Linked DNA regions of Anser cygnoides: region 1 is linked to region 2. Evidence: chromatin contacts called from public Hi-C data. All regions are on one chromosome and are shown on one strand. The core of a region is the stretch at or near the end of the contact, and the rest is flanking DNA. Distances in the headings are between cores, read along the strand shown. Region 1 has its middle 27 kb from the start of C5H11orf96. Region 2 overlaps CD82 (CD82 molecule).

The links. A called contact is a pair of places that touch in the nucleus more often than the background predicts.
Region 1: a Hi-C map of liver shows a contact between it and region 2, with 2.5 times the contacts expected there. The contact joins two enhancer-like sites. A contact is called at or near these places in 2 of 7 Hi-C or Micro-C datasets (both in liver).

Annotation. Positions count from the first base shown.
Region 1 is chr5:14,231,179-14,236,128 of Taihu_goose_T2T_genome, forward strand. No RefSeq gene overlaps it. Among named protein-coding and RNA genes, the nearest start is that of C5H11orf96, 27 kb to the right of the region's middle. Within about 2 kb of position 1,538, at least 1 of the 3 cell types and tissues checked has open chromatin away from gene starts, as enhancers often do. A contact at or near this core is called in liver, where this site is marked.
Region 2 is chr5:13,922,222-13,927,472 of Taihu_goose_T2T_genome, forward strand. The region is part of intron 1 of CD82 (CD82 molecule); the gene reads right to left. Among named protein-coding and RNA genes, the nearest start is that of CD82, 13 kb to the right of the region's middle. Within about 2 kb of position 3,355, at least 2 of the 3 cell types and tissues checked have open chromatin away from gene starts, as enhancers often do. A contact at or near this core is called in liver, where this site is marked.

The DNA.
Region 1 (4,950 bases), core at 288-2,787, 310 kb after region 2:
CTTCAATAGCAGCCACTGCTATCTAGGAGCAGAGTGGTTGTCCCAGCAGCTCCAGCCACATCCGCTCAAAATCTCAGCACCGAGGGGATGGGAGTCAGATCTCAGGCTAGCTGAACAATGGAATTCCCTTCTGTAGAAGTTTCCAGTAGCTTGAAATGCAATTTCCAATAGGCATAAGAAAGTTTTGCAAGTTTCCTATGAAAAAGAAAATCTGTGAAATTTAATTTCAGGAACACTGATGCGTGGTGTTTCCAAAATATAAGAGGTAGCTCAGGATGTTGGTAGCTGTTGAACAAAATTATCATTTTTTCCCCCGATATTACAGCTGCTCAGCACTGAATAGGGACAGCAAATTTATCTGGGAGTGAGCAACAGTGAATTTTCTTAAGAGTCCCATCAACTTCACTCGGGAGCCAAGCTTCCAGCTTCCACGGGACAAGAGGAGTCCCATCTCAGCCAGCCAGAAGATGCCAGGACCACAGGACAGTAACTCAGGGGCAAACCTTGGAAGCTGTGTTTCTGTGCAGCACCCAGGTCGCATGCATGATACAGCTGACAAGCCGCCCAGCAGAAGACTGACAATTAAAGGTAGTCAAACTACATATTTCCATGAAACGTTTCTGCTTCACAACATACACGTTTTCTAACTGCATCATCTTTGCTGAAACATCCCTAACAAGCTCTATTCAATTCTGCTTGCTCCCAAAATTATAATTTCTCTTCATACAAACTACATGAGAACTGTCATTAGGATGTTATCAATGCAGAGCCTTTGAGCATGCAGATGGACAGTCTAATTCTGTCACCAGCAGCATCAGCTGCAGCAAATTGTGCACGCGTGCTTCCTTAACCGATTTGTCATGGTATTTAGAAACACACTGCCACACCACATAGACAGCACCGGCCAGCTCTGCAGCTCTTCATTAATTACTGTGGAGCCGTGACCTAGCATAGGTAGGTGCTTTTCAGAGGGGAGCAACAGAGAGCAGCTTTATTTCGGAAACAGGCACCTGGACAGTCCATGAAAGCACAGGACAGCTAAGAAAAACACGTTCCAATTAACCACTAACGACTTATTTTCCTTTGTGTTGAACAGATTGTGCTGAACAAAGCAAAGCCCAGAGCCTGGAGCATTTAAACAAAAACACAAACTAGTGCACTGAGAGGCTATAAAAGGAAGCAGCGCGTAAGAAGCCTCATTTCTGCATCCTTTTACAGTACTGTCTAGGAACACACAGTGCTTGGTACAGCCGCAGTACCAGGGCCATCGAGCTCTCAGCTGCAGTAGGCATCCTAAGAGGCAGAATGTGCTCAGCAACGACCGAATTCTCTGCTCGCTTAGAAAAAACAGGCTCCGTGGTTCCCACGATCAAAGGGGTCACGTCAATGGGCAAACGCAGTCAGGCCCCTGCTGTCACAACAGTCATTGCCAAATCACTGCTGGCAGTCAGGGATGCTGGTGCTCGGAGTACAGGCAGAAGCAGCAGGACAATGTGGTAGGGCCTCCCAAATCCAGGGCTGCATCTTCCCATGGCACGAGAGCAGCTACGAGCACAGCCTGCTCCATGACCCTCACAGACAGCCCCCAGCCTGACTGCAGAGCAGCCTAAAAGCCATGCCCGAGCACGTGGCACCTCAGGAGATGGCCTCCAGACCAAGCCTGAGGTCACATCAGGGAGATCTTGTCCTCCAGATGCGGTGACACCGACACCTCCGAGCGTGCTGTGGAGCAGGGATTATTGGCTTGCATCAGGCTTGCAGCCTCTGGAGCTTACTGACCTGGGGGTGACTCTGGGACCAGGACGGCCTGTGATAGCTGCACCAGATGTGTCCAAGTGGACGTGTAAATGCACTGAAGACGTCACCATGGTGTGTTGCTGAACGGGGAGGAGCAGGCTTTACCTGCACACATCGGTGCGATCCCCGTTTCAGGCACATTTCATTCAACAGAAGGAAGACGGCTGCCATGAGAGATTTTCTCTTCCACAAGTTCAAACTTGGATGAGTTAAAAGAGAAAGGGCCTCTGTCCCAGCTGCATAAATAAAAACATTTCCACGCAGAACAGGACTGAAACGGAGGTTAGATAAGCAAGGCCTTGGCAGCAGGAAAAACAAACAAAGCCAATCCCTGCTACGCCCACTGAGAAGCAGCCTGTTTTGCCATCAGCACTTTGTCACAAATACTCACAAGCCAAGCAAGACCAACTCAGTGAGGTTTCTGTGAGCCCAGCCAGGAGGAGAAAGGGCCTGCGGCGGGGATTATCTCTGGCTGGATGCTACCTGTGTTGCGACAGGGGCACAAGGTGGCACCCGCAAAAGCCAGGCCAGGTGGCTCAGCGGTGCACGAGCAGGGAGAAACTCCTGGCCCTCACCCGAAGGCCACCCCGATTCCCCTGCCAAAGCCAGATATGCACTGCGTTGGCTGAGCACAAGGTGCAAGTTCAACCAGACCATGCAAGGGGAAATGGCTCCCCGGCAGCATGGACGTGGCTGCAAGGCCGGGCTGGCGAACGGCTTCGTGGCTGCGGGGATGATTCAGAGGCAGCTCTGGGGAGAGCAGGCAGCGTGTGTCTGCTGCCGAGGCCCCTCTCCGCCCCCCTCAGCTCTCTCCCTCTGATTTTATTCCCTGAGCCCAGAGATTGCTTTTAACAAAGACAGTTGAGTCATTTCCCAGCCCTGATGTGCCATCTACCAAATGCTTCAGATGACTGATGTCTGAAGCAAGAATCCAGCCTGTTCCCTCGCTGCACCTCTTAAAGCAGCTGAAATGGGGCAATTATACCCGATTTCTGTGACAAAGAACGAGAAGTCCTGTCATTATCACAGCTTCCCCTCGGAAAGGCTGTGGGTGAGAGGAAGAAATACATGAGCAGTGTCACAACAATAACAGGCTGATGCATGCCGTGAACCACAGCAGGCTGCAAGCCTGTAACCAAGGTGTCTCTGTGTGTGGAAAGAGCAAAGCCCAAGAGACTCCTCTGGGCATTGCAGGAGGTCAGTGCTGCTTGATGGTGGGCCTGAAGGAGCAGGGGGCACACTTTAAGGGTCCCCTACCAGGTGGATCTCCATGCCCCCGAGCACGAGGCTGGGCTCTCTGCACAGCCCCCCGAGGAGCCGTGGACGTGCCCATGTCACACAGCCCGTGCTCAGCAGCGCGCACATGCGGGGCAGGCAAGGCAGCTCCATGGGGAGGTGCAGCACAGGGCAGTCCTCTGCCCCAGGGTTTTGACACAACGCCTGCCTCTGCAGGGACTAAATGCTGCCAGGTAGCTTTCATGCGGGCCTACAGATCATTTCTGGTGGCTTCACATCTGCCCCAGGGGGATGCATGCTTTAATTCCCTGCCGCACGTAGTCCTGCTGTGAGAGTCGCAGGGAGCACCACGCTGAGTGCTTTCTAGGGCTCCATAGGGTCTCCACGAACCACCCAGTGCCTCCCTCCCCACCTGCAGCCCCACAGCTCTTCCTCCCTGCCTCAGCCACCGCCCGAGCTCCTCACACACACAGCCGGCCTGCCTCTGCCAGGACTGGGGGACGCTGGGGGTGCCAGCGCTCCCACAAGGTGCGTGGCAATGCCAGGTGCCCTTGGGGCTCCCCACGGCCTGCACCTCTTCCACCTCACCCCGCGGGCATTTGAACCGTGGGGCCTGGTTACACCTCAGTCAATTACTTCTCCAGCTCCTGGATAATTAGCTCCAAACAGCAGAAAATGAAAAGCAGCCTGGGGCTTGCCCTCTTACTGATGCAACACCTTGCAGTGCTGAAATGAAAGCGTAAATGAGAGCGGCATAAAGGTGCGGGCCCACACTTCTGAGCCTGGAAAGCTATACGCTGTTTGTACTGCTGGCGGGAGGCTGACTTGATGAATAAGTCAGCGTGTGCTCAAGTTTCCAAGGCTGAGCGTAGCCTATATCCCTTGGACGAAACCCATGCACACCTTCCCAGCCACAAACGGCAGTCCCAGAGAGCAGCTATGACGGTCATTTTGTTTCTGCTAGCAGCAGGAATATCCTTGGACAGAAGTCACCGTCTCTGTGGCAGGGTCACAGACCCAGCCTTGCCAAAACCACAGCAAAGTTGTTTAAAGCTGAGCGCTCCTCTCCCCAGAGCAACTCCCTGCCTCTGACACCAGTGGCTGTCAACTCATCTCTCTGTTGTCATACGAAAGAAGGAATAACAAGTGAAAACCACAAACCAGGGTGGCCTGGGAACATTTTGACAGCTTGACAAAGAAAAGCAGAGGAAGTTTCTACTTGTTTATACATTTTCAGATCTTAGAATAAAGATTTCTCTGAAAAAACGTCGTGACTTCCTCTAACCAGATGAAGAAAACAAGATGTCAACTTGTATCTCATCAGACTTTTCTGGCGTAAACGCTGAACCAGATATTAAAATGGATGATGCCATTCATTGAAAATAATGTCCCTTTTGTGAAGCACAACCTGCATTTAAACACAAAGACTAAGCTAAGCCTACCAAAAGAACAGAGTGTACAGAAACCTCCAAACCACCCACTCAACCTCAAAGATGCAAAACAACCGAATCCACCGCGAGGAAAGCAGGCGGGGACGGCAGCCGAAGCCGCAGCAGCCACACAGAGGTGGCCGAAGGGCTGCACGAGCACGGCCCTGGGTGCACGGTGCTGTGCCCCCACAGAGCCCTTTTGGCAGATGCCAGGGTCCCAGCTCTAGGGGCAGCTGCTGAGAGCCGGACCCGCCGATGCACGTCGCACCCACGCGGCCCCTCTGCCACCAGAGCTGACATCCCCGCCTGCCCCGCCACCCCGCAGAGGCACGGGACCAGCAGGACCTGCTCTGGCAGGTTCTGGGGACAGGAGTGACCTCTCCTGGAGACTGCCAGCCCTATGGTCCCGCTCCTGACACCTGCAGGAGCACAGCCACGGGCTCGGGTCACCTTCACTTTGCCAGACCACGAGAGAAGCCCCCAACAA
Region 2 (5,251 bases), core at 2,105-4,604:
TTACAGCATCAACCAACCGTAGCTACCAGCCCTCACGGAGAAAAGTGATGCACTTACCTGAAGAAACAGCTGACATGGCCAGCTCTCTCCCTGCAAAAAGCTCATCTCTTTGTGACCCCTGATCAGCTGAGGCAACAGTGAAGAGTGAGGCCACGGGGTCAATTTAAAAGCATTAAAATCAAGGTTTGTGCACACAACTCAACGCCTGATGGCTTAGCAACCCTTGAGGACCAGCAAGCCTGCTCCACAGTTGCATCCTGCCACTTCTGCTGCAAGATCCAGACAGGCGAAGTTTCAACAGGTCCCTGTTTCCAAAACCAGCCTCCCAAGTGCGAAGCAGTACGAGAGCTGTGCTGAGGTGGGATGCTGGCCTCCCCGTGGGGAAGCAGCACAGCTGACACATGGGGACAGGCAGGGGAATGTCCCCAGGGTCAGCCATGGAGTTCCTTAAAATTTGCCCTGTCAAGCTCCTTGCTTCGCACAGCCCACGGTGCCTTAAGAAGCAACACCCACAGGCAGCGCAGGACTAGGCTGGGGGCACCAGCCCGGTCTGGGAGGAACCAGCCCCGCGGAAAGCAAGGTCAGCAGGGCTTCCTGCCACCAGCCGGGGTGTACTGAGGGTCACTGGAGCACCGCACGTTCTTTTGTTTCAATCAAAGGCTTTTGCTTAATCTTATTAAAAATTTAGGTTAATTCTGGAGCTAAACTGATACGCAGGCCTTGTGGCAACTGGCTAGTGTTCCCACCAAGCAATGGTCACCCTCCAACTACCAGGAGGGAGAGCCTGAGCTCTGTGCTTGGAGACAACTCTGCTGCTCAGACTTCAAAGGATGCCACAGCTAGAAGTCGCACTAAGCCCATAGCTGCACAGCACTTAACAAGACGCCACTGCGTTTTTGGGTCATTTTCCCACCTCAATCTCAGCCAGCTGTGCCACAGGCTAATCTTAAAAAAAAATCTCATCTGTATAGTGATTGTCACGTGAAAGGAGCCCCAACTGCACAACCTGGCTAGCACCATCTCCATCACCTCCTCAGGTCAGAATGCTGCAATCCATAGAGCCAAAAGTAGGTCCTTCAAATAAACCAGGGAAAAATCCTATAGCAGTTTCTGGTCCATACGTACACCAGATACCAAACACACTGCATTCCCATCTCCGGTACCCCAGGTGGGGCCATCTGCTGGTTCTGTTCCAGTATGAGATGAACTGCACTGCAGTTGCACCACTACCAACCTCTGAAAAGTGAGTAAAGACACTCTATTAGTAGATTTTCACCCTTGGTTAATGGCAGCAAGTTTATTAAATAAGCCTCACTTAAGTTAGTGCACCCTCCTGCCACAAATAACCTGCCAGCTTACCATCAGATAAAAGCCATAACCCAAGGAGCACGATGCCCTTTGAAGGTATCTCAGAAAAGAGCAAATATTTGAGCAGGGACAGCACGAACATTGCTTCCTCCAGCCTGTGTTCCCCTCCTTCCCTCTGCAGGAGGAGGAATGGTTTCTCAGGCCATGAATCCTGGCAGGGACCAACACTTGAGACTGTAGTTGGAGAGGATATGCAAGACAAGTTTCCCCTTCCAGCTGGCTTATTTTCTGGCTTCACCATGAACACTTCTCTTAATAGTATCTCAAACTGGGGCCTGGCAATCCAACCAGAACATTTAGGCAGCCAGGTCCCCAGGCGATGATGAATGTCTGTTGTGGGGGATGCAAGAGTTTTTCGTCTCCTCAACCCAGCCACAAAATAAGCTAGACGGCTCCTGCACAAGCCATCGGCCTTCTTTCCATAAGATGTCCCATCCTAGGTACAATCCTTATTTCCAAGCTGGAGGAGCAATTCCCAGCAGTTGTATATTTGCTTCCTAGAACTGAGTAGCCACGTGCTGTTTCTTACTCGGCCCCGTGCTATTCTGATTAGTCAGGAAAACAGATTTCCAGAACTATTAGGATCATTACAATAGTTATCTAAGATAATTACATTGTCATACGAGTTGAAAAGAGCTGCTGGGGAAGAAGCCATGCCTGAGGTGACAGAGTAAAAGATTTGCTTTCAAGGCTCATCTACTCCCAGCTATTTGTGTAAGGCACGCTAGCTTTAATATTTTATTAAAAACCCAAAAACCAAATGTGCATTGCAGCATTATGCACCACTCTCGCCACAGGGAGATATACCTCTTTCATAGCTTCTGGCCATAAAGAAATAATTCAAATGACAGTTCAAGCCAGAAGCAAAACAGGTTTTTAGTGTTTTTTTTTTTCTCTGAGCTTTCAGCATACCTCAGGGTTCCACATACCAAAATATTACATTTTTCAATTCTTCTGTTATCCTTAAAAAAAAAACTCTAAAAAAAAAAAAAAAGCTGTCCGTGCACTATGGCAGTCAGAGCTGACCATTCACCTCTAGAAGTTGGATAACTTTTGAGCCTTAACATCCTGCAGAAAGGCGTGCAAAGGTTTAATGTACAACGTCCGCAACTTTTTAATTCAATTGTTTGTCCACGGTCGTTTGTTTCCTTCTTTTCCTCTCCACCCCAACTGCTTTAACCATTTGAATTTGTACATGCTTTCACTACATCCTTTCTTTACTAAGCGGTCCCACCCAGGCTTTTCAACAATCCTGCTGACACGCCTCCAACTTTCCATGTCATTCTCTAGACTGACGGCAGCTCTGCAGAGGATTTCATAACAGACCATACGGTCAACTTACACAGTGGCGTTTCTCTCGGTGCCTCGTGCCCCATCCTGTAAAGGTATTCAGGACTGCTTATGCCCGTCTAGCTGCTCACCATTTTGAGGCACTACTGCAGTAAAATCCTGGTTGCTGACATGACCTGGTTCGCTTTGGCGTAGCCGAATCCTAGGTCTGTCTTAGCCAGGCTTCAGCCCCAGGACGTGGAGGGAGGGCTAACAGCAGCAGGGAGGCATTAGGGGACCCAGGCCCCTGGGGTTTCCCACAGGCGGGGCACAAGACGAGCCTGAACAGGCTAACCAGCACCAAGAGATGGCATCCTGCCACCTCGCCACCTCCAGCTCTCAGGCCTGTCATCCTCCCAGCGAGAACGATGACAGCGAAGCTGGTACGTGGAGCACGAAATCCAGGATCCGTGAGGAGGGGCAGGCAGGCTCCGGCTTTGCCAGCAGCTGCACAGGCGTGCCACCAGGGCTCGGGGAGCAGCTCCTTCTGTGAGAGGAGCCCCCAGAGCGGCGCCCCCAGCCCCTTTCTCTCAGGAAGCGGCCGTGGCGAGCAGCACCCACGACCATGCGGCCAGGCAGGAGGGAGCGAGCATGCGGATGTTATAACCACATTAGTGGAGGTGCAGAGAGGCTGAGCTGCTCCAACTGCAGCGCTGCTGTCGTGAACTAGATCCTGCGCAGCCTCTACCTAGCCGGCGCCGCGTGCGTGGTGCCCGCTGAAGTCTGCGATACTTGGCTGGGGGCAGCGCGGTACGTGCCTGCGCCATGCGGCCCTGCCGTGAGAGCACAGCTCCCGACTGCGGCACCACCCTCGCTCCTCAGCGCGGGTCGCTTCCTGAGGAGTTCTGGCATCTCAGACACCTCAGCCGCCAAGTTACCGCGCAGCACAAACATGGGGCTCATTTACCAGAGTAGCGAAAGAGGAGACAAGCGGGAACAACCCTAACGCAAGCCAGAGTAGATGAGCTTGTGGAAATCACCTCAGCACATTTGCAAACAAGTCCAAAGTTCCCGCAGGCTCCCAGAGAGCACAGTCAGCCCCGACGCGCCAAGCCGGGCAGAAGAGGGTTCACGTTTGAATGCACGTGCCTGGCCTGGAAGGTGCTGGTCCCTCTCCCCTCGAATCTCTCCCTTAAGAGAAGGGAATGACCACAAAGAAATTGCAGGTTGTTTCTTTGCACTTCAGCCAGCTGCTCCCCCACTACCACCTCTCAGGCTCTAACCACCCCAGGGGACACAAAACAAAGGCACGACCCATAGGATATGCTGCTACCAGCTTTTACCAGGTTAGGAGGGAGGTCAAAATCTTTTTGCAGGATTCCCTACCCCAGAAACCAGCTCAGTGGCCTACCAGGGGACAGAAGCCGGCCAGGATCAGGAGCTGCTCACAACACGGCTGCCCCTGCTCCCAGGGGACCTGGAGAGGGGCACCCCTGGGGGCCAGGATCTGCCACGGCAGGGGAGGAGACAGCCCACCCGCCGCTGGATTTTGAGCCCTCGCCCGACTGATCCCAGCTGCTGGGAACGTTTGTCTAGCCACCAAGGTAAGGAATGAGCTCTTGGCAGTCAGAAGGGCTCCTGGTCACTGGCAGGAGAGCCCTGACAGCTTCACACAACAGACGGGTTAATGAACAATGAGTTGCTAAGCCTCTCAGTAACCAGGTACAACATTGCCCCGAGGGCACGGTTCCGGTAACATACAAAGAATATACAATGGAGTTCATCTCGTTGACATTAAAACTCAAAGGTCTTGGACTTTTAGCACACCTGGGAAGTACAGCTTGTCTCCCGTGAGCAAATAACTGCTGAGCCAATAAAATATCCGGGTCTGAATTCAATGAACTTTTCTTCAGGCTCACTGAGATAATACCAGCAGTGTAGTGACCTTGAAAGCGTAAACATGATCATGTTCACGGTGCAGATTTTCCAAGAGGTGTCTCTTCTTGAGTTCCAGCAGAAAGGTTTGAGGGAGAAGCTGGACTCTAAAAATTACGGCTGCTAATTAAGGTTGCCACCTCAAACAGGCCACTTTTGTGGGTGCAGATCTATGCACGTGGTAATGTCACCGTGTCAGTTACAGTTTCTAATAAAAGCATCAGGGCAAAGCAAAAAACCTGTATTTCTGAGTAATACAAGCTTTGGAAACAGGAGGGGGAAAAAAGTTATGCGGAAGAAACTCTGTCATTACATCTACTCTAGAGCTAGTCGCTTCTGAAGTGGAAACGATTGCCTTTAAAGCTAGAGGAAATTGTGATGAGGGCTCAGCACGGGGAGATAGCAGCGTAGCTGTATCAGCCTGTAACTGCTGCAGCCAGCAGACTTTGATCTCGCTAGCGCTCGCTGAGCAGGGTGTCACCGTACCTGCCTCACAACACGAGCAAGACCTTTGCACGTCGTCAGAGGCTCAGGCATGCACGCAGTCCTTGCATGCTTGCTAACCCCAGAGTAAGAGGGGGACAGACTGGAGCAAGAAGAGTTGGCAATGTCACTCAAAGGCCAGATTTCTCAGGAATCAACTTTTATCAACTTACACTGCTGAACTAGATTTTTCCCC